Regions from separate parts of the Hordeum vulgare genome. Here region 2 is linked to region 1. The links are chromatin contacts, called in public Hi-C maps. All regions are on one chromosome and are shown on one strand. The core of a region is the stretch at or near the end of the contact, and the rest is flanking DNA. Distances in the headings are between cores, read along the strand shown. Region 1 holds the start of LOC123453130 (non-specific phospholipase C1). Region 2 has its middle 29 kb from the start of LOC123399291.

Evidence for each region. Hi-C and Micro-C count contacts between places; a contact is called where the count stands out from the background.
Region 2: a Hi-C map of seedling shows a contact between it and region 1, with 4 times the contacts expected there. The contact joins the enhancer-like site here to the promoter of LOC123453130 in region 1. A contact is called at or near these places in 3 of 6 Hi-C or Micro-C datasets (leaf and seedling) and 1 of 1 datasets of contacts at active chromatin or transcription factors (embryo).

Annotation. Positions count from the first base shown.
Region 1 is chr5H:566,992,599-566,995,364 of MorexV3_pseudomolecules_assembly, reverse strand. LOC123453130 (non-specific phospholipase C1) reads right to left here and starts at 1,362. Exons shown (of 3, transcript XM_045129897.1): 1 at 110-1,362. The coding sequence starts at 1,253.
Region 2 is chr5H:567,059,102-567,061,801 of MorexV3_pseudomolecules_assembly, reverse strand. No RefSeq gene overlaps it. Among protein-coding and RNA genes, the nearest start is that of LOC123399291, 29 kb to the left of the region's middle. Within about 2 kb of position 1,316, at least 1 of the 3 cell types and tissues checked has open chromatin away from gene starts, as enhancers often do. A contact at or near this core is called in seedling, where this site is marked.

The DNA of each region.
Region 1 (2,766 bases), core at 113-2,612:
ACACATTTGCAAGTCAATTCATATTCCTATTTGCTGCTAGTGTTGATCAACCAATCAATAAATTTCACTTATATGGACATTAAATTGGAAGATAAAGGGCGAAACTCACCGGTGCCCTTCTCAATCCAGGGCGAGATGAGGAAGCTGGGCACGCGCACCCCAAGCCGGTCAAACTTGAAGTAGTAAGGGTCAGGGCCAATAATCCCATCAGGCTGAGGCACTTTAACGACGGGCGTGGTGACGGGCGTGGGGACATGGTCATAGAAGCCACCATGCTCATCATAGGTGATGATGAGAGCCGTCTCGTTCCACTGAGGGCTCGCCCGCAGCGTCTCGTAGACCTCCTTGACGAACCTCTGGCCCCTGGCGACGTCGTGCGAGGGGTGGTCGTCGTTGGCCGGGAACTCCTTGCAGTCGAAGTACCTCTGCTCGATGACGACGTAGTTGGGCAGCTTGCCCCTGGCGGCGTCGAGCTTGAACCGGAGGCTGTACTGGTGGAACTTGACGAGGTGCTTGAGGCGGCGGAGGCTCTGGTAGAAGAGCGTGGCGGGGATGTTCTGGTAGTAGATGCCGAAGGAGAGGCCGTCCTCCTCGAGGCTGTCGAAGATGGTCTTCTGCGGGAAGCCGTTGATGAGGTCCTTGCGGGCGTTGAAGGTGAGCCCGTGGGAGGTGGCAGAGTGGACGAAGAGCCGGTTGGGCTGGGTGGAGGTGGGCACGGACGCGAACCAGCGGTCGAAGACGGCGAACTCGTCGGCGAGGGCGGCGTAGACGGGGACCGAGTCGGGCGTGAAGCCGCTCATGACGTTCTGCGCCATGCCGAGGCCCATGCCGCGCGCGTTCTGCGCGAAGCCCGACATCGGGGGCGGGACGGCGGAGGTGTCGGCGGAGCCGAAGATCTGCTCGCGGATGTCCTCGAAGCCGTGGCCGGGGTCGGAGTCGACGTAGCCGGCGTTGTCGGTGACGAAGATCTCCGGGGAGGACGGGTCGGACGCGTTGAGGCGGTTCGACTCCTTGCCGGTGAGGCCGTCGATGTCGGGGCGGGTGGCGCGCAGCCAGCCGAGGACGTGGTCGAAGCTGCGGTTCTCCATGACCACCACCACCACCGTCTTGACGGGGGAGTGGATCTCGCGCTTCTTGCGCCGCCGCTTCAGGCGCGGGCCGTGGTGGCCCCCGCCGTCCAGGCAGTGCGCGGAGACCATCAGGGCCAGGAGGAGGAGGCCCACGAGGAGGCGCCGCTCTCCGGCGGCGGCCATGGCGCCGGAGCCGGTCAGGGCGGCGGCGGCGGCGAGGGGGGTGGGGGGGTTGGTGGTGTTGCGCGAGTGGTTTGCTCCCCTTTTAATTTCAACTGGTCGCGTGCGGGCTGCGCTCAATCTTGTAGGATGGGGCCGGGAGGGTGGTTAGGCTGTTGGAGTGGGGGAGGCTGACGGGTGGGTCCCGGTTAGTGATGAAGTGGGGGCCCGGTGTCATTTGCGGTAAGTTAATCTTCCGTTTGGTGGGTCGGTGCAAACGCTGTCTGTGCGGGGCCGACGCTCTCAGGCTGACTGGTGGGGACAGGAAAGGTGGGGCCGCGAGGGCAGTATACAGGTTTTTATTTCGATGGGCCGTCACTTACTTTATCCGCATGGTTCTTTTTTTCTCTCTCTCGCTTAGCTATCTTTTTAGTGGATTTCTGTCTCTTAGTTTTTTTCTTTTCTCTCTCTCTCGCTTAGCTCATGTGAATGGATATGCTACAAGAATCTGTAGATTTTTCCTTGTCGTTGCTTGCATGTGGGGTTGTTAATCGGTCAACTGTTACCACCATGTGCAGTAATTCAACATGTCGAAATCTTGCATTTAATTTACTTTGAAATGTGCAGATCCCTTTTCTGGCGTGTTACTGTTAATTTATTTAAGTTAATGAGCATTTATTATCCTCTAAACCCTCCAATCCAGAACTTGCATGAGGAGTTAAATGAAGAGAGAGAGGACTAATGCATATTTTACTAGGGGTACCCCTGACTAAATGATTTTAGCCTCAAGACTAGTTTTAGTCTCTCTTTAATCAGGGTGTTTGAAACTTTAGCCTCTTAAAAAGACTAGTTTTTGTCAGACTAGTTTTAGTCTCTTGTATCCAAGCATCCTCTCAGTCATCCACATGAAGACAGTGGCAATCATGCGTTAGCGGCATCAAGGGCTTTAAATAGCGTCTTCTCGAGGTCACGGGTTGATATTTTATCATGGGGGCCTTAAATAGCGTCTTCTTCAAGATACCCCCTGCCGTCGATTTCAAACATAAATTCGGTGTGAATTCAACGAAAATTACCCTGTTTTAGACGAATTATAGACGGTCTCATTCATATTTATATAAATTTCAAAACATACATAAAATCTTAAAAAAAACTATGCCGCAGTCGCCGCCCCGGGTCTAGTTCATGCCGAGGGCTTGGTCGGCGCGATCGCCTCCTCATCGTTGTCGGAGAGAACGATGATGCCGCCCTCGTCACGATCGTGGCGCCGCTCGGCGTTCTCCTCCACAGCGCGACGCTGACGCTCTATCTCCTGCCTCACGTAGTCATCGCGCGACCATTTGAGGCCGACGTCGAGGTCGACGACCATGGCCTCGTGCTCCTACTTCACCATGATGGTCGCCGTCGGCTCCTTCTATGGCTTGACCAGGTGAAGGTGGTTGCGGGGAGGGGAAGGTTGGCGGCGGCCCTCGTTTATGATGAGGTTGCCACTGCGGCTATGCTGACGGAGCGGTGTATCCTGGGGCTCGGGCTTGATGGC
Region 2 (2,700 bases), core at 67-2,566, 66 kb before region 1:
CATCATCGATCCGTGTCGCTGATCCCGAAGCTTCGTCCGAAGCCATCATTGACAACTCTAGCCCGAGAAAGAACAGATCAGGTTGCGGTAAAACCCCTAAACCTCAGGCTCGCTTCCACCGCACCAAGTCGGAGTGTCACCCTAACAGGGATAGGTTGGGAGTGAGAACGGCGGAGGTAGGCGGCAATGGTTCTCAACGGCGGCGAAAATCGCCACCGGAAGGACACAAAACCCTAACGTGAGGGGATCACGATTCCCTTTGTCTTGCTATAAGCGAGACAGGGAGCTCCTACCTGCCGCTCATTGCGGCAGGGAGTCTGTGCGCCGCACAAGGGGGCACCCCAACTGGGCCGGTCCATTTGTTTTTCAGTTACCTTTTTTCTTCTCTGTTTTTTTTGTTCGTATTTTCTTTCCTTTTTCCTTTTATTTTTTTATTTGAAGCAAAAACATTTTTTGAATTTGAAGAACAATTTTAAAAAAACGTGAACAAATTTGGAAATGCGAACAATTTTTAAATTTTGAGAACAAATTTTTAAACCGAGAATAATTAAAAAAAGTGAACAAATTTGGAAGAGCGAACAATTTTTTAAAGCACAAACATTTTTTGAATCTTGAGAAAAAAATATAAAGGAGAACAATTTTGAAAAAACACTGAACAAAATTTAAAGCACGAATATTTTTTGAATTTTGAGAACAAATTTTGAAACTGAGAAAATTTTAAAACAACTGTGAACAAATTTGCAAGCGCGAACAATATTTTAAAGCATGAACATTTTTTGAATCTTGAGAACAAATGTTGAAGCTGAGAACAAATTTGAAAGCGCGAACAAGATTTTAAAGCACAAACACTTTTTGAATTTTGAGGACAAATTTTAAAACCGAGAACAATTTTGAAAATCCTGAGCAAATTTGAAAGCGCAAACAATTTATTAAAGCACGAACATTTTCTGAATCTTAAGAATTGTTTTTGAAACTGAAAAGAAATTGAATCTTAAGGAAATATTTGAAAGCAAGAACAAATTTTGGAAGATACAGATCATTTTTTAAAATCAAGAACTTTTTTTGAAAAAACATAAATATTTTTTAAAAATCCAGAACTTTTTTGGAACAAAAACAGAAAAATAGAATAGAGAAAAATGAAAAAGAAAAAAACCTGGTTCAGGGAACCTTCTAGAGGATTCCCAAACCCGAAAAAACCCGGCTAGAACCTCTAGAAGATTCCCAAACCGTGTACGAAAGCCCCGCTACCTGGGCCAGCCCGATACCCCGTCGCGTCAACACGGCTTCGCACAGAGCGTCAACACCGCTTCGCAAATAAGGCTTTCCAGCGAGACATAGGGGCACCCCCATGCGATTGCCCCACGTCCAGATCGAATTGGGCTAGGATGTGCCTAATACGTGAAGGAGAATACAACATGTTCTCCATCCATTTTGCCAAGAAAAGAGAGCGGGTGCATTGGCTAATCCATGGGCTAAATGTGTATACAACATGTAAACCTCTTTTCGTATACATGATATGATACAAACTGTTTATCGACATAATATTTTGCCAAAAATAATCGGTATTGAAGAGAATACCCATGAATTGAACTCTATAATGCTCATGGTACTCGTGGCAACGAACACGAATATACGAACAGAAGTTAATTTGGACTTTCCGTTTACAAGATGCAATAAATTCAAGTTTTAAGATAAAAAAAAAGGATGGCCGTATGGGTTGCTGCATGCATGTGTGCCCCTGCAAGGTTTTTTACTACACATGACAAAAATATCATCTAATGTACTACAGCCACACAGAAATTCACAAAACCAACACGGAAAACTGATACAGCCACATAAGTATCGATCTACCACAACACCATCAACATGGTAAATAGGCGAGGCAATTTGACCAAATAAATCCCGCCAATGTTTAGCCAGCAAGAGCTCGCCCGTTGTTGTTCCCCCTCCCTGCACACAATGAGCCTGAGAAAACTGCCGATCGAACGTTCTTCCACGGACAAGCTCAGGACTGCTTTGACGATCGTGCTGGTCTCTTTCTCCAAGTGTTCGATGCAACCAATGGGCCAAATTTGATCCCCAGATCTTGCATGTGCCTCGTGCGTGCAGCGAAACATGCTGGTAGGGCATAGCAATAACATGCTGTTGTTGGCTCCCTTTCCTTGCATTTTGAATTTTAGTTCTGTTTGTTTGTTTTGTTCATTGTTTTTTTATTTTGTTGTGTGACACCTCGCATAATTGGAACTAAAAGCCACGAACACCGATGGCCCTTATCCTCCCCTAAGCGGTAATGGCGGTATCTTTCCCTTTAAGCGGCAAAAATGCCACAATGTTGCACCTATTGAATATCACGGTCGCATCGTCTAAGATGAAATCCATTCTGCCTTCAATCTGACACTCATGGTAGAACCATATATGATGCTTGGCCAGTGGCGGACCCAGCCCACTGGGCGAGGATGGGCCAATAGTATATAACCTCATAAAGATTTGTGTCATTTGGTTATTCTATCTATTTTGCTATGGTGTAATGGCTGATTTGTAAATCCAGGGGACTCGGAAGTGTTGTACGTTCTTGGCGGCTCCTGTCGTCTTCTCAGACGTCATCTCAAGGGTGATGTAGCCTTGATGTGTGACGATTGCCATTGATCCATAGAACACCCAAGTTAAGTTACACTGCATGTTAGCATGCATATGTACATA